Linked DNA regions of Mus musculus: regions 1, 2, 3, 4 and 5 are each linked to region 6. Evidence: chromatin contacts called from public HiChIP or PLAC-seq and Micro-C data. All regions are on one chromosome and are shown on one strand. The core of a region is the stretch at or near the end of the contact, and the rest is flanking DNA. Distances in the headings are between cores, read along the strand shown. Region 1 holds the start of Ikzf1 (IKAROS family zinc finger 1). Region 2 overlaps Grb10 (growth factor receptor bound protein 10). Region 3 overlaps Ddc (dopa decarboxylase). Region 4 holds the start of 1700042O10Rik (RIKEN cDNA 1700042O10 gene). Region 5 holds the start of Fignl1 (fidgetin-like 1). Region 6 holds the start of Cobl (cordon-bleu WH2 repeat).

Region 1 (3,298 bases), core at 713-3,212, 780 kb before region 6:
AAAAGATCCCCTGGGGGAGAATTTATTATTACCCTCAAGTTATGATGAGGAAACAGGCCTGGAAGATGCAAGGCCTAAGATGATATCAGAAAGCCCAGGGTATCTGGACCTGTAGACTTAGAAGAACACACCTTGCAGGGATGACCACGTCTGACTCCATTCCCTAGGACTAGGCAAGCATTTCAAGGGATGTCTGATGTCTAAGGGTGCTTGAGCATCTAAGAACTGGAGATGTCCAAGATCCCTTCCTTACCACCAGTCTAGCCTCGATCACCTTGCACCTTGCAGTTTATGGTTACAGCCTCAGCAAATCCTCTACAGGCAACTCCTAGACACAAGGAAGACAGCCAGAGTTTGGAACACACAAAAAAGATCACAAAGGAAAAGGGAGAGCTTGAAGTAAGACCAGAGGGCAGTTTACAAGTCTGGCCTCCCTGGGCTTGACCCATAAGTTGACTTGGCTTAGGATCTCTGTACCGTGGCACATCTCCAAAAACAAACTGGTAGATGTTGCCTAAACCGTCCAAGAAAACTTTATGTGTTGAAAGGCCTTCTCTCAAGAATAGTAGAGGCCAAGCATGTCATCGAGGTGCATGGGTCCTGTTATGGCAGCCAGGCCACAACTATCTGGACAGCTGTGTCCCCGACCACGCTCAGCTGCCCTGGAGTCACATTTTCTGCCTGTCCCTGTGGCTCACTCCTCCTGCCACCTGGGAAGCCTGTGTCTTCCTTTCCACCAGCACAACCTATCCCTTTGAGGCCCAGAGCCTTCCTCCCAAACACTATAGCTGCCTGCACTCCTCTCAAGGGTACTCCAGAGTTTTATTTTGTGCCTTTCTAAGTGGTTTTGAAAAGTGGTGAGGCAAGGCCACCGCCACCCCCACCCTACCCAGGCAGGGACACCAGGCAGTGTGTATGGAATTAAAGATTCTCCCTCTGTGCTCAGGGTTAACGCCTGTCTGGCCCCCTTCGGGTGTGGCCCAGCTAATCAGAAAGACGATGGGCTCTTTGTAGAGTGTGAGCACCATCAGAGGCTGCAGTCCTGTCTCTACGCAGGCACTCCGTGCCTGACACGCCAGGGAGAGGTCTGCGGCGCCGTGGAGCATGGTGTAGGATTGCCTTGCTCCCACCTCTGTCCATAGACCCCTTCCACGCTGGCGTGTGCACACAGGCCGGGATGGAAGGCGCCATCCTAACTTCTTCTGTGAGCAGGTGGGAGGGAAGAGACGCGAGAGGTATTCCATTGGTTGTCTGGGAAAATGAACTGCACCTTCTCCTCACTCGCACAGGATCAACTTTTCCCACCCCCTAGGGTGGGCATCAGTACCTTGGGGTCTGAGCCCGAACGTGGGAGCCCACGGGTCCCAGTTTCAGGGACTCGGCTGTGCGCTTGCAGCGGTTGCTCTTAGACACCGGGGAAAGTGCCTTACAGTGTCCCGTGTTCCCCGACTGGGCGAGTGAGCCTGTGTCCCGACCGCCCGGCTGTCCCGGCTGTCCCGCGCGTGGCGCTGCGGCAGGGAGGCCCCTCCCCCTCCCCGCCGGCCCCGCACGTGCCGCACCCCTGCGGGTCGAGCGCGGGTCCCGCAGTGGCGCGGTTGAGCCGGACCGGCCCGCGGGCAAAGCGCGGGCCGCCGCATCCCGCGCGGGGCAGCGGCGTGATGCTGCGCTGGAATGAGGAAGCTTGGCGCCAAGGGGAGGGCCCGGGCGCGCTGCGCGCGGGGGTGGCGGCGGCGCGCCGAGCGGGCCCGGCGCGGGCGAGCGGGCTGCAGCCGCCGGCGGCGCCAGCAGGTACGGCCGGTGCCCGCCGCCGCCCGGCTACCCTCGGCGGCCGGGCCCGAGCCCCGTGCGGCTGCAAACTTTGTGTGCGCGGCCCGGCGGGTCGCGGAGTTGCCGTCTGAAGGCGGGACCCGAGGGCGGGCGCGGGACGGGAGGGTGCCTCCCTCTGACCCGCTCAGTGTCCCCGTCAGGGTCCCGAAGCCGCGTGCCGTGCGCGCAGGCCGGGTGGGCTGTGGGACAAGCCGAGCGGGAGGCGAGTCGCAAGCGCCAACCCAAAGTTTGCACGGTGCGGGGCGAGGGGCGCGCGCTCCGGGCTGCCGCAGGTGGCGGCGCGGTGAGCCCGGGCCAGGTGCCCCGGCAGCGGGGCGGCGCTGTCGTGCGGGACAGCCGGGCTGCCAGGGGCTCGGAGCCGGGTCGGAGCCCGCGGGGGGCGGGGAGTGTGGCGAGAAATGGGGAACAATGCGAGTGAGCAACTTGAGGAAGTCATTGTGAAAGAAAGCTGGGAATTGCTCCGCAGCCAACTTAGCAGGGCACTCTAACAAGTGCCTGCGCGGCCGCGCCCGGGCCGGGGACAGGGGCAGCCCGGCGCAGTACAGCCCATCCCGGGACGCTCGGCCGCGGCTGCCGGAGACCCGGTAGGTCCCGCGGGGTGCAGGAGCCCCCAGATCCCCGGCTGCTCTTCGCGCCCCAGGATCATTCTTGGCCCCCAAAGCGCGGCGCACAAATCCACGTGAGTGTTTTCGAATTAAATTTCAGTAGAAAAACTTGGGATAACTGGTGGATTTTTGTTTTTGTTTTTTTCAATTAGGAATAGGAAAGAAAGGAAAGTCATTCGAAATCCATAGTGTCCGTGTCGCTCACGTCTATCTTTTTCTTTCTGAGGACTGTGAGAGCGTTGACTTAGGTCAAAGCCTCTGCCTTTTTAGGCTGGGGCTGCAGGTGCAGACCAGGCCAGTTGAGGCACTTCTGAGTAGCCCGGGGTCCCACGAAGAGAATGTCCTGCTTTTATGTTTAGGTTTATATCGACATATCTATCGAGATTACGGAAGCCAGCGTTTTCAAACTCATGAGTAAAGACTTTCCTTATTTTCGATGCGAGAGCTATTTGCTTTACTGATAAGATCCTGTCTGAGTTTGCTTTGTGCAAAACAAAAATGATCTGAGTATTGAAACACATACTTTTTCTCATCGCACTGTCTGATCACAGGTCATGAGACTATCGCAAGGAGACCCTGTTATCAAATAGGCATCAGGACGCTTGCACATTATTTGAAATGTGCTTTTTAAAATTGCTAAGCATCACTGGTGATTCCCAAGGTATCTTATGAGCCTTCGATTTCCTTCTAATTTGGAAGTGCAGGATATGGCATCTGGTGACCCAAAGGGGCATCAATTCAAAAGGTCTGAGCCAGAAATATTTTCTGTTTTCTTTCGGGCAGGAGCCCACCCAGATTGAATTTTAATGTGCTATTTTGCTCAAGTAACCCACACGTAATTTCTCTCCCTGCTGCAGACAACCTAT
Region 2 (3,381 bases), core at 561-3,060, 520 kb before region 6:
ATTTATGTACCAGCTGTCTATAGAGTTCCCTTCTTTCATTTCCCTTTTATTTTAGTTGACTGGGCTTTAAAGATACATGTATAGTCCAATTAATGTTATTTCCTTTGTGTGCCCTAACAATGTTTCCTGCTTCATTGCCATGTAGCCTTTCACTTCCTATTCACATCAAACTAAATGTGACTCTCCCAAACAGCCGAGGATTAAGGTGACAGTGGACTGTTTTGTTTCTTTGTGTAAAGAGACAACAGCCATGTCTCCACATTCAGAACTTGCCGTGTTAAGAAATATCTTTCTGGGCTGGCGAGACGCCTTCGAGAGTAAAGGTACTTGTCACCAAGCCTGAATCTGGTCCCCAGAACCCACATGGTGAAGGAGAAGACTACCCCAAGTTGTCCTCTGACCTCCATACACATGACCACACACATTCCCCTAAGGAAACTAATTAATAAATTAACATAATAAAGAACCATAAGCACATCAATAAAGTTCACAGGAGTTTAACATTACAAATGGGGTTGAGTTTGGGGATCTAATGAAAGGAATCCATTTGCTTTGTGAATCTATTGTGCATTGACAGATTTCCTTTATTACCTAGCTTCCATTCTACCCATTAACCCTGGAAGACCCAAAACCTTGAATAAAGGGACAGATTTTTCCTTACTAACTCAGTGAGACACATGGGTTCTTAAGTGAGGTGGTAGGCAAGTTTACTGCTTTATGCAAGGGTAACAAAAGGTTTAGAATCCCGGTCAAAGAGTGCTTCAGAGAATGCACCTCAACTCCAGGAATGCAAGACAAATTTCAAGAGAGTTCTTAAACAGAAGGGAACTGTAATCTCATGGGAGGCATACCCTATTTAGCATAGATGTTGACCAGAAGCAATCTATGAAGTACAACTATGCTCAACCATTCCACTGGCCCTGGGATTAGATGGCTCATGTTCCCAGTTCAGAAGTGGCAAAAGTCATTATAGGCTTGAACATTTAACAGGGGCTGTGAGACGGTAGTCTTATCCCTTCTTCAGGTCATGGAAACCCAGTATGTAGCTACTTTCCTTGCCAAGTCCTAGCAGGCCAAGGGTAAGAAGTAAGTCTTTGCTGTTACAAGCCAATGAGACTGGAGATGCCTCCTAATTTATAATACTCTAATACGTCACATTTAAAAAAAAAGGCCTTTTATTTGCTTGTTATATTGGGCAGTTACAGATTCTGCCCTGAAATGGGGAAAAATTCTGCTATAAAAATCTTTGAAAAACACTAGCATTGGCCTCTTTTGGGGGAAAAAATGCAAGGAAAGGCCTAAACCCACAATGCTTACATTTTAGATATGACAAAGAAATACCTTTGGGGGAGGGGAAAACCTCCAGCTGCATAAGGTTTGCACAACTGATTTACCAAATTAAGATAACTACCATGTATGCACAAAAATTACCTGAAACCTTCCACTTGGTCCCAATAAGTTATAAAACAAAGGATATTTTAACCTTTAGGTAAGGAGCCGTCAGCTCAGACTGAAGGACTGCAAAGCTGTACTTTCCCTATGAGCACAAGTGGCTTGAAGTCCAATTCATCCTACCAGCCTTATCTTTTATGTTTGCCATGGACAAGAGACACCTCCTTTCAGCAGCTGAGACTGCCTTCGTGGAACCTGGGAAAAAGTGCTTGCACCCCAGGGGAGATCTCTTAAGGAGAGGCAGAGGACACTAAGCTACCCAAGTCATTCTGTGGTTCTTAGTCTGCACTCTCCCTAGCAGTTTTCGTGTTGGGCGGGCTAGGCAGGGCAAGGCTTCTCTGACCTCTTTACACCCAGTGCAGTCTTTTGTTCTACATAACCTTCTCACTGCTGAGAGGACTTTGATCCCTGCATTTAGCTGCTTCAGAGCACTGCCCTGAATTTCTTCTTTGTTTCCAACATGCTGGTCCTACTGTCAAAGTGCTTTTGCAGAGGAGGCTCCTCATGCCTCTTGGTGGTCTGCTGTCTTGCAGAACATGAACCTAATTGCCTTTTCAGGGTAGGTAATTTAAAACCAAAGCAACCACAATGACAGGCTCTTTTGCTGACTCAGCAAGACATTTTTGTGGGGGGAATTTTTACATCAGTTTAAGAAACTTTCAGAAAAGGAGGGAGAATAGGAGAAGTAGGTAACTGTTACAACTTTCTAACCCTCTAGTACAGTCCTGTGTCCAAGAAATGGCGAAGAACAAAATCTGACCCTACGTCCTGCTTTGTCCACTAAGTAAATCTGTACCACTCAGTACAGCAATGCTTTTCTCCTACACAAAAATGAAGGACATCCTAATATTGTTATATACTTATTTTTTAACTAATCGTTTTTCTAGAACATTGATCAACTTTGTATTTATTCTTACTTTTCTTTTTTAAAGAAAGGGTTTCTGTGTAAAGTCTGAGCTGGCCTGAAACTCAACAGTCTTCTTCCCTCTAACTGCTGGGACTCTAGGCATGCGTACCACACCTAGAAATCTCATTATTTTAACACATTCAAAGTATTCCTTTCACGGCTGGCTTATACCCTGCCAGTCTGATGACAGACTTTGAACAGGCTTAGAACTGAGAGTTGTCTACTGAAGGGGAAATTTCTTACCCTTTGATGTTAGAGGACATTTGGAAACATCTAGAGGCATTTTTGACTGTCTCCACTGATTGGGGGCATCTTGTAGGAGAGACCTACAATGCACAGAGCTCCGTCTTTAGCCAAAAAAGAATCGGTTTCCATCAATACTTGATATTGCTCAAGTTGGAAAACCTGGTTCTACCCTTTCTGAGATCTTAGATATGAAGAATATACAACTACAATTGATAAATCACATTTGGTAGAAATGCCATAGGATTTTTGTGTCAGGATAGACCCACATCCAGCTGCTTGCTCTGCATGTGGTGCAGCCAACTGCAGCCTTGAGTCCTCTACCTTGAGCAGTCTGAAGGCAGTCATCCAGCAAGTACGGATCTGCTCATCTTCGGCACAGAGCAGACGAAGCTCCTTCATCTCGGTCTTCGCTTTGTTTGGCTACAGGAGAAACAGAAAGCGACCAGTGAAACAGTGCGAACTCATACACTCATGTGAGAGAAGGCTGTCCTCAAGCCTCAGAAGCAGGCCACCACGGTGAGATCCAAATACAACTAGTCACTGGTTATCTGTGCAAAGGCAAGGAAGCTGATCTAGCTACCACCTCCCAGGTATCCATGAAGATTCAGTAAATGACAGTGACTATAAAAAGATAACAGGTCATAAATAGGAGTTCAGGAGACAGTAGTCACCACTATGATCAACACTGCCACAATCTCACCAAGAGGAAAATTAACATGATCTTGGCTGTGGTGTATGTGCATGTATGTGCAAGCATGCATTGCTTGTACCTATGT
Region 3 (3,734 bases), core at 93-2,592, 620 kb before region 6:
ATAGACCTCTTTTTTCCTGGAGCTTTGGCCCCAGACAGTCTGATACTATGATTAGTGATGGAGACACCAGGCAATTTTCACTTCTGGGGGAGTTGATCTCTAAAGGTTCTAGTTGGGCTTCCAGGAGGGTCTGAGTAGGACCAAGTCTACACAAAAACAAGCAGCAAAAGGTTAGAGAGCCTTGCCTTCTAGGGGAATGTCGTTACTCAGAGCATATAGTTATATATTATATACGGCTAGAGTGTTTCATGCCCTTGTGACTCCTCAGAGTTCACCAGAAGCTGTGTGTGCTCACACTTCAAGACTGTCCTGTGTGTCTCCTTGGCTGATTTTAATCTCTAATCTTCAACCATCCCTGTGAGACAGTTCTCAGTAAGTTTTAGAGTCTTTAGCAGCTTATGGGGTCTAAAGGAGTTTGAAGAGTCCTCAGGTTGTAGCTAGTGTCTAAACAAGGGTACTCAGTCGCAAGGACCGCCTTGAGAAGTCTGCAACTTGGATCAACTCCAAACTCCAACAAGAAAGAACTCACAAATGCTCCTTAGAAGCTTCTGTATGGGCTTCTCCTGGTCCTAAGGGGAAGGGAGACAGTACTGACAATGCCTCTGTGTTCTGCATCTTACATGCTTGGCTAAGACCAGCCCCATCATCCAGGCTCTCCAGCACACATACACATGTAGGAGTTATGTGGATGTAGCATGAACACACAACAGCCAGATATAGGGAGTTACATATGTCAGGCACATTACCACTGAGGCCACACCCACCACCTTTTGCTTCTAAAGCCATTGGCCTCCTGTTGCTACTACAATCTATTTTCTAAAAGGATGCCTCATTATGCAGAAGTCAGGCCAGGGTAACCATGGCGTACAACCTCCTTGCAAGCCCCTCTGTCCCTTGGGATGAAGCTGTGGCAGGCCATAGTATACCTATTCCCCTTCCTCAGTGTCCCCATGTGTGTACCTAAGGCTGCCACCTATCCATCTGCTATAACTTATTCTCTCTTTAATAAACGCTGATCGCCTTCCACCCCCAGCAAACAAAAGGCATTGGCTTAGAGACGGTGGGTTACAAAGGCTTAACTATAAGACGCTACCACCAGTTAGTATTATTGCCCTGATGAACACTGGCCATGCATGAAAGGGGTAGGTGTTGGCCTGTTAGCACCCCCAACACTGTCCTAAGAGCAATCCCTGGGTTTGAACTCAAACTGCAAAGTGCATATCGGGCTCTGCCCACAGCACCCGAACCGCCTGCCAGAGGGAGCTGCAGGACAGCAGGGCAGCCTGAGCTGTGCTCATCCAGCACTGTGAGCATTAATGGCAGGGGCCACCTGCTGGCTGTCATCTTCCTGCTCCTGTGGGGAGCCAGATTGAGTTCAGGGATAGCAGCCGTGTAGTCTCTATCTGGCAGAAGACTTCGGTGCTTTAAATCTGATAGCCCTGGGGAATGACATCAGCCGGCTGTTGGCCAGGACATTCAGTCCTTGGCCTGACATCTGAGTCAGAGGACTTCGACTTGCTTGGCTGAGCTTGTGAAGGTCTGCAGCTAACGAGGCCCACAGTACAGCCATACTGCGGATGGCCAGCTAGTTCAGTGTGTTCTCAGCCTGCTGTGTGTGGCTGCCGTTAGCCAGTAATAATCACAGCTGTGCCATAGCTCATAACAGGTGGAGCCAAATCCTGAGTGAATGGCAAGGCTGTGTCCACCCCACTTCTCACGGTTGGTGATTAGCCTCACGGTCCTGGCAGTACAAGCATGTACTACACGCAGTACATGCCTTTCCTACAGCCTATTGTCTGCAAGAACTCCCCTGAGCTGCACTGTGAAGGAAATACTGTTTTACCATTATGAGAACCGTTTTTCTTTCCAATTTTTTGATAGGGGAAAATGAAGGTCAGAATTTAAGACATGCAGCTGTAAGCTCTAAGCTTCCCTGCCGCTTAAGGTCATGGCCAGCCCCCACATCCACCATTGTCTCCTGCTGGCCAGGGAACAATGACCCAAGGGAGAAGAAGTCTTTCCGAAGAAGAGACCACAAGTAAATCAGGGGTTAGGAGAGGTGGGAAACGTGCTTGGCCCACACGAAGTGACAATGAAGCCAAATGCCAAGCAGGTGGCGTGATGTCTGGCACAAGTCGAAGGGCTGAGGTCAGAGAGCTTGCTAGGGACAGCTCCACCCGAGCCTTTACATCCCTGAGGAACAGAGAAGGGTGAGTTTCATGGGCTGATATATCCTTGGTGCCTTAGAAACAGTTCCAAGGCCTGCTGAGTTCCCAGAGCTCGCATCAAAGGTGAAACTTTGGAAACACAGGCATTTCTTCATTTTGCAGCTAAAACAGAATTCTAGTCTCGATGAGAAAGACAAAATGTCCTCATCTAGGGAGGAAGGAGGCAAGCATGAGGCCCAGGAAATTATCTGAAACTGAGTGTTCTTTGTAGAAGTTTAGCTTGAAAGCATTGATTTGCTAAATCAATATGAACAGCTATGTGCTCCTTACTGATGGGCATGTCTGAGAAATTTATCATTCCACAAGGCAGTCATTGGGAAAGCTTTGTTTTGCTTGTACACATCTCAGAAGTAACACATGGCATTCTAACTGGTGTTTACCCTCACTGAAAATGTCACACTGCATAGCACAGCACAATAAATTATGCCTGTCTATCTTTCCTTTGTTTCTTTTGAAACACAACTCTGACTGTCCTGGGACTCACTCTGTAGACCAGGCTGACCTCAAACTCAGAAATCCGCCTGCCTCTGCTTTTCAAGTGCTGGGATTAAAGACATGCATCAACATTTTCTGGCTTACAGTAATTTATTTTCTTTTAAAAAAACAAAGATACTTTAAAGTGGGTGTGACTAAAGACTGGATTCAAGCACAAACAATTCATGCTGTGTGTATGTCACGCATGCAACAGGACCTTCAAGTGGGGGTAGTTGTTCCAAATGTTGAAGAGCTTAGTTTCCTTAATATGGCCACCATATCCTAAACATTATATTAGCACAAAGTGCTTGGACACTTTCTCCCTTTCATAATATATTGGTGTTGTTAAGCTTAGCCGTTGTTTAGTTAACTCAAACTCTGAGTTTGTGAATTTAAGCCAATGGGGTTACATTGTTGTAAATATAACACGAGATATGCCAATCATGATGGTTAGAATTATTGATGATGAACATCCCTCAAAGTGAAAGGTTGGATAAACTCCCCACTCCATGTCTTGTTTTTAGTTTTTTGGTTTTTTTTTTTTTTTTTTTTTTTTTTTTGGTTTTTTGAGACAGGGTTTCTCTGTGTAGCCCTGGCTGTCCTGGAACTCACTCTGTAGACCAGGCTGGCCTCGAACTCAGAAATCCGCCTGCCTCTGCCTCCCAAGTGCTGGGATTAAAGGCGTGCGCCCCCACCGCCCAGCTTTGTTTTTGTTTTTGTTTTGTTTTCCACTCCATGTCAAGAATACTTTTCAAAAAGAAGAGTGAATTAGATACTTACAGATGGGACCCACTTCCAGGAGATTGTCAAAAGAACAGCAGGATGTGGTCCCCAGTGTAGCGACCACCTAGGAGGTAAAAAACAAACAACCCTTTTATTTCCCATGTTGCTGTTGTTGTAACGCAGCCAGTGGTTAGCCCAGGTACAATGCTAATGAATGTTTACATGGAGATGGAAACCCATGAATGTGTGTTTAATCGTTTGATACCGAACGGGATAAAGAGAAGAAACCTATGAACAGAAGTCTGAACT
Region 4 (3,703 bases), core at 281-2,780, 600 kb before region 6:
TTTTTAAGACATGAAGTTTTCCAGATAAATATACAGTGAATTGTGTAGAGGTGAAAATTTTTCTTATTAATATTTTGCCCCCTTCATCAATCACAATCTCCCACTTTGATTTTTCCCATCTACTGCTTTTACCTTTTTTTTTTTGAATCAAGTCCTACTCCCTGAGGAGTGGGGTGAGCTTTCAAGCTAGGTACACATATTCCTATTTCTGTAGCTGTAATGCATGAATTCAGATAAACAGACCATGGTCTTCACTCAGCATCTGAGTGACTCACACATTTCCTTCTGGGCTGTACTTCCAACAGTCGTCCTGCATAGTTTCAGACCACGTTAAAGAAGGCCGACAAGACTGGCAGCCATTTCAGGAAATTCAAGTCTGTGAAAACAGACGCTGCGTCTCCCACTTCCCCTGTGCATCCCATTGTTTTTCTCTCCTGGCTTGCTTATTTCAGACACTCTGGCCACATTCTGTTTTTCAAGGTCTGTCTATTAAGAAGTAGATTGTGGCCGGGCGTGGTGGTACATGCCTTTAATCCCAGCACTTGGGAGGCAGAGGCAGGCGGATTTCTGAGTTCGAGACCAGCCAGGTCTACAAAGTGAGTTCCAAGACAGCCAGGGCTATACAGAGAAACCCTGTCTCAAAAAAACAAAAAACAAAACAAAACAAAACAAAACAAACAAACAAACAAAAAGTAGATTGTGGGAGCATGGTGTGGTGGTACATGTCTTTAATCCTAGCACTCAGGAGGCAGAGGCGGAGGCGGAGGCAGAGGCAGAGGCAGGAGAATCTCTGTGAGTTCGAGGCCTACCTGGTCTACAAAGTAAGATCAGGACAGCCAGGGCTCTGTTTCACACAGTAACCCTGTCTCAAAAAACAAAACAAAACAAAACAAAACAAAACGTGGATTGTGGTTGTAGTAGCACACACTTTTAATCCCTGCACTCAGAAGGGGACAGAGTTAGGCTGATCTCAACGTTTGAGGCCAGCCTGATCTACATAGCGAGTTCCAGAACAGCTAGGGCTAAATAGTGAGACTCTGTCTGCCCTCTCTTCGGAGCCCTGGACACCTTTATTATTCTGAGTAGCTCATTATGGACTTGAAGGGTGCTCTCCATATTCTGACAGAAATTTCTTTCTTTTATACCAAGAAAGTTGTGTGTGTGTGTGTGTGTGTGTGTGTGTGTGTGTGTGTGTGTGTGTGTGAGAGAGAGAGAGAGAGAGAGGGAGGGAGGGAGGGAGGGAGGGAGGGAGGGAGGGAGGGAGGGAGGGAGAGAGAGAGAGAGAGAGAGAGAGAGAGAGAGGTGAAGAGCCCACGCTGATTATTGTGCTTCGTGGCTGAGAAACTGAGAAACTTGGGGGTTGAACAGCCCCGAGCTGCAACCGAGCTAAGCCCACACACTTGCTCCTTCGTTTACCTGGAACCGGTTTACCCCCACGTCTTTGTGTGGCTCGCCAATGCCTTTGCTTCAGGCAGACAAAGGTTGCCATGGCGAGCCTGCTCTGAGGTGGGAGGGACCTTTTGGAGAGTCGATGCTCAGGGCTGCTGATGCCCTGAGCCGAAAGGTCCTTTCATCTTCTAGGTTTTACAAATGTCACCTCACACAGGGTAAGAAATTGGCAGCTTTTCTTCTACAAGAGCTTTCAAACCCAATTAAGAGACCCATTTTGCAGGTCTCATTTGTCCGGCCTCACAATGATGGTGTGCCGTTGGGCTCAGACACCCACTGCTGCGCGGATGCTAAGCTGTGATTACAGCTCTGAGGGGATCGATAAGGCAGACTGCCTTGCGGGCTGTCACTGGGCTCAGTGCTCTTTAAGGCCTCACAAATTACAGTCAATCAGCCTCATGAGCTGAAAAGGGCCAGCCAGCTCCCTGCAGTAAACACAAGGAAGTCTGCTTTCTACTAACCCAAACTAAGTGGGTTGAGCTCACCAGGGCTTTGTTGAAGCCTGGGCTGAGAGATGCCAGAATTAGTCCTAACCTAAGGCTGGGACTTCTCAAAATGAGATTGTCTTCGCTGAAAAGGTGGTTTAACCCAATGGTAGCATTCAAACCTCCAGACTCTATCCCACGCAGAGAGCCTGGGCAAGCTGGTGATAATACTTAACACCGGCTTTACACACTGCCTTTAGTTTCTGCCACTGAACTTGTCTGAGCCTCAATCTCTTTGCTATGAAAACTAAGGTTGATAATGCAACTAATCCTCATAAGTATTTTGAGGATGAAAATTGATTATATAAAGCACAATAAATAGGCTAGAACACAGTCGGTTTTGTAATAGTTATTCAATAAATTTTGTTACTTGTAAAATTCTTTGAGAAGTACCAAAACTAGAAGATTCGTCTTTGGATATAAAGACTCGAAAATGAAATTGTTTTCACCGTATGACAAGCGACCCAAAAGTGCTCTCTCCTGTGGTGCTATTCTGGTCTTGGTGGCGCACTTATGTGCCATGGGGAGGAAGCTGATGGAAGACAGTTGCCTCTTGTCCTAAAGGCTGTCCTCTGAATTCTTACTCACAGGACTGAAAAGTGTAATATGGCATGAATATTTTATGTGTTATTTACATAAATTGTAGTACATCCTAAAAATTGTACAGCAATAATATTCTCAAAAAAATATTTGGACAAGACGGGGCACGGGGAGGACCAATACAGAGTAACAAGAAGTGTGAGGGAGAGCGCTGGAGAAAGAAGGTAGATAAGAATAAAATATTTGTGAAAAACATTTCACATGTGTGTGTGAAAGTGCTATGATGAAGCCCGTTGCTTTGTTTACTAACTGAAAAAATAAATTAAGAAAAAGTTTAAAACAGCCGAGGGCCAGTGAGATGGCTGAATAGGAAGAGAGATTATCCTTTAAGTCTGGTGACCCACAAGAAGGTATAAAGAAAGAGCTCACTTCACAAAGTGACCTCCCTGTGAGAGTCATGGCATGAGTATCCGTGCACACCTACCGTGTACACACACAGCAGTAATAGTAGTAAGAAATTAAAGTATTGCCGGGCGTGGTGGCACACGCCTTTAATCCCAGCACTCGGGAGGCAGAGGCAGGAGGATTTCTGAGTTCGAGGCCAGCCTGGTCTAAAACCAAAAAAAAAAAAAAAAGAAATTAAAGTATTTAAACAGTGAAAATATAAGAAAACATTGTATATATGTATTGAATCATCTCAATTTATGTAACCACACATACAGAGATACTAGACTAAGACTAGAGAGAATTATGCTCTAAAATAGTTACTGCATTTTCCCATTTTACAGTGAGTGCCCATTATCCATAAATACAGAGGGCACAATCATTTTTAAAAGTAAGAAAGTGTAATCAAAATTGACATGGGAGATAGTAAATTGGCAATGTGGAAAATTACAGTGATACACAGAAAACCATGAGCAATTCACCGAAAATATAGAGGAGAAAATGACTGAAAAGAGGGGGGGAAAAGAAGCTATTCAGAGAGAGAGAGAGAGAGAGAGAGAGAGAGAGCGAGCTTAGAGAGAGAGCTTAAGAAAATGGTACTGAGTCTATGGAAACTCAAGCCCCTGAAAAGGGTTGAAATGGCCTCCTCACTAACATAGAAAAGAGGAAATATCCCAAGGTAGATAGAAAGCTGTATTGTTCATGAGGTAGCAGGGTTTAACAAAGCTAAAATCTCAGCCAAGATGTGGAGTTATAGTAAAAAATCTGCTCTAGAGTCAGGCCTA
Region 5 (3,588 bases), core at 108-2,607, 660 kb before region 6:
CTAAGTCATTTTAACCTTTGTGCTTGATAGAAATCTATAAAGTATGGGCAACCGAGTTACATTTCAATTTTCTTTACTTTGTTAATTTTCTGATTAAGAATGTTTTGGTCATTCAAACTAGACAGGAAGCTTCTGCAAACAAGAACTACTTCTCATTGTATTTAGATTTTCTTTAGTACGTAGTTCATGGTATCCACTAAAATGATTAAAAACTGGAGGGCCTACTATATTCCAGACATCATTTTTGAACTTTACAGAACTCTAGTTTACTAGTGGCAAAGTAGCATAGGAATTTAGAACACAGGATCTGAAGCTGTAAGACCTAGCTTTAGACACTGGACATAAAAGTTTTAATTAATTGTAATAAATTGGGGAAGTCTGAGAGCAACTTGCAGGAACTGAATTTTCTCTTTTTACCAGGACAGTTCTTAGGGATTCAGGTCCTCAGGTTCGGCAGCTTTGACCCACTAAGCCATTTCCCAGGCCCTGAATTCTGAATACATAATCTGTTCTTTCAGCAGTGACTCTGAGAATATCTCTTAAGCTATGTCGTCACCTGGGGAGAAACAGCGTGCACCATTATTTAGCTGACAGGTTGTTGCATTATAGGGTCCCCAGAACTTAGAAATATGATAGATTATGAATTATTATTTCTTCCCTTTGGAAGGTTCCCCCCTCAGGCCGTAGCGACTGCGTATGGCCTGGAACCAGTTATCACAACTGAAAAGTATCTTTAGTCCAACTGCTCGGGGTCAGGAGTGTGTCTGATTTCTAGGTATTGACACATACATCAGGTAGGGGACTCCATTCTAAATACAACTCACGTATACTTAAAATATACATTAGCTACATAACCAGACGGTTAACTGTAGATACTATTTTCTGAGCAGGAATGAATTTAAAAAAAAAAAAAAAGTTTCATGATGAGGATGTTATTTTAGGCGTCAAGTTCAGATGCTGGAGCATTTCTGATTTTCGGAGAAAATTCACCTGTGTTAGTATTGCCGAAAGCACGAAACTCAAAATGAGTACATTTAGGTGGCAAACCAGCTACAGCATTCCCAGCAGTCCTAGCGGGGGGTAGCTGTGGCTGACTGACCCCAAACCGTCACGCCCAACGGCGTCCCTCAGCCCCAGCCGCCGTCTGGCCGCGGGCTTCCCAAGGCCACCCTCTCCGACAACCCGAGGCCAAGAACGGACAGAAGAAAACAAAACCAAAGTACACCCGGCATGGCAACCACAGCCTCCGCCCGCCGGCTTAGCGGCGAACAGCAGCCTACCGGGGCCCACCTGTGCTCCCTGCCGGGACCGCAGCCACCGAAAAGCGCGCCTTTCGAAGTGCGCCTGCGCGAAGTGACGGCTCGGCCCGCGTTGCGCATGCGTGTAGAGTAAGGGCGGCTGAGCGCGCGCTGCACGCAGCGTGAGGGCGGAGTCTCGGAAGGCCTGAGGTCACCGCCCAGGCCTTAACGCGGGAATTTGGGTTTCCGGCCCGCGCTCTATGAGGGAGATTTAGCCCGCGCGGTGGCGATAAATCTAAGCAAACCCTTGGCTTCCCGTTCACTGCAGCCTTAATATGTTCTTTTTGCCGAGCTAGGTGCTGCAAAGGCACCTAGGCAGAGGCAGTGAGAGAGGAAAGAAAGCTCAGGAGTGTAGAGAGCACGAGTCCCCTGGGAGGGCGAAAGCGGCCCGGGAGGGGGAAGGGGAGGTGTAGCCTCCGGGCCGCCACTCCAGAGCCTGCCCGCCCCGGCGCCCTCCGGCCTTAACCAGTTCAGCAGCAGCTATCAAATAGTGAGACTCGAATACAGGAAGGTTTAGCAAAGGCTACAGCCAGCATTAGACGGAATACCGAGATTACCGAAGTAGTAGCTGGCAGGGGTCCAGTAAGAACTGAAGAGCTTTTTTTTTTTTTTTTTTTTAAAAAAACTAATCGTAGGTAGCTAAAACATGGACAGTCCTGGAGTCACCGAGGGAACTTTCCCCTCATAGCTTTGGGCCCCACCTCACCCCACCCCCACCTCTCTATTACCAACCAAGACGGCTTGCAATTTGGGGAGAGGTCACCAAGGGTTAGGTTCTTAATTGTTTGTATAGGCATAACAAGCCATTGGGTCAGGCTCCAAGCAGTCGGGAGCTGATTGTCAGAGAGGGGAGAGGAGGGGGGCTGTGCTGGGTTGTTGGGTGGTTTTTTTTTTTTTTTTTTTGGTTTCTTTGTCTACAACCCTCATCGCTAAGCCTGCCTGTTTTCACTGGGAAAACTGTACTTTTCTTTTATTCATCCTATCTCCTTCAAATACTGACCAACACTCCTAACCCTGCTTGCTCTACGGCTCTGGGCATTTTTAATCAGGCTGAAGACCTTCCTTACCCATGCAGCCATTCCCAGGCCTGCATTGTTGAGCCTGCCTGCCTTTCTGACCTTTAACTCCAAAAGCATGGTCTCTTTTCCCCTTATCCGTCTGCCTCCTCCAGAGGCTGCCAACATGTCTAGCTTGTCTTATTTTTCCCCTAAATTCAAAATTGCCTTTCGGTTTCCTACTGAGTCTGGGTTTTGTTTTGTTTTAATTATTTTTTTATAAGACCAGGAATCCTGCAAAAAGCAACATTATTCTCTGGCGTCCGTCTTTTTTAAATTGGCTTTGTTAGGCTCACAACCCAGTGTCTACTGTGGAAGAGTTTAAGGCTTAAGCTATGCAAGTAGTAAACTTGCTGACCGAGAACACAAACTGCTTTTGATAGACTCTATTTTCATGGTCAGAAGTTATTGGACCTGCAAGAAAGAAATTGCCACCTAAGCAGACAGAACTGGTCCTTGGTGGGAGAGCTTCTTCTTGTTTATGTATTTATGAGTTTATAACCATAATCTCAGACAATGCTTGTTACAGTTCAGCTGGCTAATTTGTTTTGATCAGAGAAAATAAAATGATCCCAAATAATATGCATCCTCTGCCAGAAAAATTGTGTTTGTAAGCTAGCAAGATGTCTCAGGTAAAGGTATTTATTTCCTGTGCAACCTTGGTGGCCTTAGTGTGGCTTCCAGAACCCACGAAAAAGTGGAAGGATTCAAAACAACTCCACACAGTTGTCCTTTGACTTCTAGGCACATGTCCTTTCCCCACAAACACACAATAATAAGTGTTTATAAAACTGTGTTTGGCCGGGCATGGTGGCACACGCCTTTAATCCCAGCACTCGGGAGGCAGAGGCAGGCAGATTTCTGAGTTCGAGGCCAGAGGTCTACAAAGTGAGTTCCAGGACAGCCAGGGAAACCCTGTCTCAGGGAAGAAAAAAAAAAACTATGTTTGTAAGCAATGTGAGAAGTGGGCTGTTGTAGAGATAGGAAAGAAGATGGGACAAAATTAAATCTGTCTCTTTTTCTGAGATTCCCCGAGTACAGTTGGATCCTGAAATCCACTTCAAACATGCCTTGGTGAAAGAGGACCCGTGAAGATTGGAGATGTAGCCAGCCATTCCTCGGATATACAGTCTAACATGAATGGAACATACAGTCCTAATGAAAAGTTTTCATTAGACGGTGCTCTCCCCTACGACCAGAGGCAGAATTTTAACAAGTCTGACAAAGTTCTCGTT
Region 6 (3,305 bases), core at 103-2,602:
TATCTTACTTTTTTGGAAGCCTCCAGGGGAGATTTTAAGAATAAAGAACTGGTTTAGACGGCTTTTATAAACACTTGGGCAACAAAGTCAGTGGGCAAGGGATCGGGTGAGTCAGTGGGACATAACTGCTAAAGAAAAGAGATTTGTTGTCCCCAGTGCCGCCTTAGAAAATCCAGCTGCTCAAGTGGAAAGTGGGCCATTTCGGGAGCAGGTGCGGACCCACCCCAACTCATTCCATTCGCAACACTCATAACACATTTGCTCCAGAAAGAAGAGGTCAAAAGCCAGCCCCACGGCGCTCTCTGAAATCTACCAAGTCTGCAAGGGTTGTCAACTGTCCTGGCAGAGATGGGCACGGAGGGGCACGATTCGGGGAGTTGGGGTTAAAGGGCAAGTCTATTTGACCTGTGTTAGGCAAGTTTCTCTTGGGCAAGTAAAATCCTCAGTGTGACAGGGAATCTCTGTCCGCAAGGTGTGGAGACAGCAAAAAGAAACTAAAAGGGTTGAGGCACTAGAGGATCCTGAAGACAGGATTGACAGCTCTGCTTTACAGGTCCGATGAAGAAGGTCCTCACCTCTTCAGACACAAGGGAGATCCCAGCACAAAGGCTTGGGCAGAAGAGTGTTCATGAAGTCCCTTCCCCACACACCTCCCCAGATCTCCTGGCTACATGGGTCCCAACAGACCAAGTACCCCCTTGTCATTGAGGTAGGGAGCAGCGGGCCACAGGGCCTGCGAGGAGTGGCTGGAGGAACCTGTGTATGGGACCAGACAGACTCAGCTGGAGTTTCAGGCCTGGATTTTCCTTGTCCCCCTCCGCCCGTAATTGCCACTATTGCAAGGGGCTGAAGGCAGCTCAGAGCTGGGGTTCTGCACGGAGGGACAGCACTCCCTCCACCCACCCACCCCCCAACACACACATACACAAACATACACAAGGGCTTTCACAGCAGCACCTCTCGCAGAAAGTGTTCCCGAGCAAGGCCTGCCACGGTTACCGGAGCAACGACCCAGGCGCCCCAAGTCCTCAACACCTCGGGAAGAGCCACGCCCGCCCTCGTGGGCCCGCTTACCCTGTGGGGGGCTTGGCCGCCAGTGCACGCGGCGCGTCCATGGAGCCGGCGGGTTGCTCTGCCGGCCGACTGGGGCGCTGGCTGCGGCGCCGCCGTCCTCATTCACTTTTTCCGCGCTGACCCATCGTCCTCCCACGCGGGGCTAGCGAGGACAGCGGCCGTGCCGAGAGGACGGAAGCGACCTGGGGCGTCCGGGCGGGCGGGGGCGTGCGGAGAGAGACGGACGCGGCTACCCCGGGCGCGGGAGCAAGGTGCGCCGCCCCCCGCCAAACTGGCTCAGCCGCGCCCACCGCGGCGCCGCCCCGTGCCCGCGCGCCGCTCCCCAGCGCCCGCCTCTCCGCGCGCCCCCGCTGCCCGCCGGAGCACACCTGGGCGGGGCGCGCGCCCCGCGGTGGGCACCGAGTCACCTGCCCAGCCGGCTGGAGGAACTAAGCGGGCAAATACCTGGCCACCTGTGGCTGCGCGGGGCGAGGCGGGCCGACTAGGCTGCGAGAACCGACTTGAAGGAAGAGAGAAAAATAGACGGTCTAGCGCCTCAGTTTCTGCCCCAGAACCTAAAAGAACCTTTGTTAGAACTAGAGATCTACTGTAAGGGGAGGGGAGAGTGGTCCAAAATGAGGTCCTTGGTGTGCAGCATAGGAAACTGGAGAGGGACGCAGCTTGGGGTAAAGGGGCACACCTTTTTCTGAGAAATCAGAAAGCAGTGAGGCTGGAGTGTGGACATCCAGTGCCAACAAGAACTGCACCTGTTTGGATGCATGCTTCTGCTTGCCAGCCTAATTGCCTGGATAGTAATGAATGCTACTGTGGCCCCAGCCCTGTGATTCCCATGTTGAGTGGTGAGCAAAAATACCAGCAGAGGCAGCAGGTGCTGAGGCCTCACTGCAAGTCAACCTGAGGACCCAGCACCACTAAGCTTCCCTTCTCCAGCCTGCTAATTGACCTTAGGGGAACAGGAAAAGAACCTGATTGCTATGAAGTTCCGCCCTTCAAATACAGCAGTTGTACTAGGTTCTCAGGATTGGAATAAAATGCCAGTAAGAGGCAAAATTCTGTGACTGAACTCTGTATCCAGAAGCTTGCCTAAGCTTTTCTTCCTCTGAACCCCAACTTTCTGTTTAAGGAAAGAGGGGAGACCAGTGTACAAAATACAAGTCCTGCAGTAGCCTTCTTTGCTCCAGCCACAGTGCCCACTCAAAGCAGGTGAACCACTTCATACCTACAGCAGAGCCTGGCTTCCTTTTGAACACAATACTCAGAGCATTTCCCCACCCGAGGGCTTCTGGGATCTGCAATGTGTATCCTGCAGGCTCTGCTCAGATACCTGCTCCTCAGGGAGCTCTTTTCTGACCTCTTTGTCGCAAAGGACATCCCCACTCTCAACTCCCATCTGCTTCTTGTCCACTGTCTTGAGTTTTGTTTGATACTCTTGCCGATTGTCTTGATATTCCTCATGGAAGCATATCACTTTATCTTCTGTGTGTGTGTGTGTGTGTGTGTGTGTGTGCGCGCTTTATATGTCTGTTTATAATCAAAATGCTTACATGCTTTTATATTTATATAAACTGAGTGTATTAATTACGCATGCAAGAGGTATAAATACATGTAGATATACATGTCATATTGAATATGTTTACCTTTATGTGTTTGGAATGGGTCTCTTCCCCGAAAATGTGACTCAGTGTAGAGTGAGCCTTGTCTGGTGTTTTTCATTACTCTTAGCCTTTAAGACAGTGAATGAGGGTGAATCAGGGCTCACTACATAAAGGGAACATTGAATGAATTGAGTTTCTAGGCCTCTCCCAAGCTCTGGGTCTGGCTATCGGAAGGTCTTTCCTGGAATCTGTAAGATCTCTCTATGCTCTGGACACTACTTTGGGAAAGGGTAACCTGGGAGGGGCCGGTAGGCCAGGAACTAGGGGCCTGGACCCCAGTGAGAAGTAACAGTGGGTACAGAGAAGCCAGAAATCATGAGCATGGCAGATAGTTGGTTGTCAGAGACAGAATACCACAGAAAAATCACGAGAGGATGGCACTGCCCACCTCCAGGCTGAGCTTCTGATTTCTGTCCTAGGAAAAAGGCCCTGGCAGTGCTGGGCCTGGACAACCTCCAAGTCTACAGAAGCCACTAAACACCACAGTCTGAGAAACCCAAAAGGGAAATGGAGTGGGTGGCACAAACTGAGAAGAGTTATCACAGTGAAGCAAAAGGCAAGATTAGGCTTCATACC

Evidence for each region. A called contact is a pair of places that touch in the nucleus more often than the background predicts. HiChIP or PLAC-seq counts read pairs in DNA pulled down with a chosen protein or histone mark.
Region 1: a contact with region 6 is called in a Micro-C map of embryonic stem cells, with 2.7 times the contacts expected there. The contact joins the promoter of Ikzf1 here to the promoter of Cobl in region 6. A contact is called at or near these places in 1 of 39 promoter capture datasets (cranial neural crest) and 1 of 484 Hi-C or Micro-C datasets (embryonic stem cells).
Region 2: a contact with region 6 is called in an H3K27ac HiChIP or PLAC-seq map of embryonic stem cells, with 5 times the contacts expected there. The contact joins the enhancer-like site here to the promoter of Cobl in region 6. A contact is called at or near these places in 4 of 39 promoter capture datasets (hippocampal neurons, liver and stem cell-derived epiblast-like cells) and 7 of 115 datasets of contacts at active chromatin or transcription factors (embryonic stem cells and pancreatic cancer cells).
Region 3: an H3K4me3 HiChIP or PLAC-seq map of forebrain shows a contact between it and region 6, with 5 times the contacts expected there. The contact joins the enhancer-like site here to the promoter of Cobl in region 6. A contact is called at or near these places in 7 of 39 promoter capture datasets (embryonic stem cells, liver and stem cell-derived epiblast-like cells), 1 of 484 Hi-C or Micro-C datasets (myocytes), 8 of 115 datasets of contacts at active chromatin or transcription factors (embryonic stem cells and forebrain) and 1 of 9 other capture datasets (embryonic stem cells).
Region 4: an H3K4me3 HiChIP or PLAC-seq map of embryonic stem cells shows a contact between it and region 6, with 10 times the contacts expected there. The contact joins the promoter of 1700042O10Rik here to the promoter of Cobl in region 6. A contact is called at or near these places in 3 of 39 promoter capture datasets (embryonic stem cells and hippocampal neurons), 2 of 484 Hi-C or Micro-C datasets (both in embryonic stem cells) and 7 of 115 datasets of contacts at active chromatin or transcription factors (all in embryonic stem cells).
Region 5: an H3K27ac HiChIP or PLAC-seq map of embryonic stem cells shows a contact between it and region 6, with 3 times the contacts expected there. The contact joins the promoter of Fignl1 here to the promoter of Cobl in region 6. A contact is called at or near these places in 11 of 39 promoter capture datasets (the 3T3-L1 cell line, cranial neural crest, embryonic stem cells and 4 more), 8 of 484 Hi-C or Micro-C datasets (adipose-derived mesenchymal stem cells, embryonic stem cells, muscle stem cells and 1 more), 11 of 115 datasets of contacts at active chromatin or transcription factors (astrocytes, embryonic stem cells, epiblast stem cells and 1 more) and 1 of 9 other capture datasets (embryonic stem cells).

What each region holds. Positions count from the first base shown.
Region 1 is chr11:11,683,963-11,687,260 of GRCm38.p6, forward strand. It overlaps Ikzf1 (IKAROS family zinc finger 1), which reads left to right and starts at 1,963. Exons shown (of 8, transcript NM_001025597.2): 1 at 1,963-2,506. It overlaps Gm11999 (predicted gene 11999), which reads right to left and starts at 1,673. Exons shown (of 4, transcript NR_166812.1): 1 at 1,328-1,673.
Region 2 is chr11:11,940,956-11,944,336 of GRCm38.p6, forward strand. Grb10 (growth factor receptor bound protein 10) reads right to left here. Exons shown (of 17, transcript NM_010345.4): 11 at 2,927-3,025. Among named protein-coding and RNA genes, the nearest start is that of Ddc, 45 kb to the left of the region's middle. Within about 2 kb of position 1,811, at least 45 of the 459 cell types and tissues checked have an H3K27ac peak or open chromatin away from gene starts, as enhancers often do. A contact at or near this core is called in embryonic stem cells and liver, where this site is marked.
Region 3 is chr11:11,843,154-11,846,887 of GRCm38.p6, forward strand. Ddc (dopa decarboxylase) reads right to left here. Exons shown (of 15, transcript NM_001190448.1): 7 at 3,483-3,549. It overlaps Gm51937 (a long non-coding RNA gene), which reads left to right. Exons shown (of 2, transcript XR_003949848.1): 2 at 1-2,662. Among named protein-coding and RNA genes, the nearest start is that of Gm51937, 8.7 kb to the left of the region's middle. Within about 2 kb of position 1,343, at least 83 of the 459 cell types and tissues checked have an H3K27ac peak or open chromatin away from gene starts, as enhancers often do. A contact at or near this core is called in forebrain and myocytes, where this site is marked.
Region 4 is chr11:11,866,593-11,870,295 of GRCm38.p6, forward strand. It overlaps 1700042O10Rik (RIKEN cDNA 1700042O10 gene), which reads left to right and starts at 1,531. Exons shown (of 4, transcript NR_045178.1): 1 at 1,531-1,607. All of the region lies in intron 4 of Ddc (dopa decarboxylase), which reads right to left.
Region 5 is chr11:11,807,605-11,811,192 of GRCm38.p6, forward strand. It overlaps Fignl1 (fidgetin-like 1), which reads right to left and starts at 1,358. Exons shown (of 3, transcript NM_021891.3): 1 at 1,291-1,358.
Region 6 is chr11:12,463,608-12,466,912 of GRCm38.p6, forward strand. Cobl (cordon-bleu WH2 repeat) reads right to left here and starts at 1,353. Exons shown (of 15, transcript NM_172496.3): 1 at 1,075-1,353. The coding sequence starts at 1,115.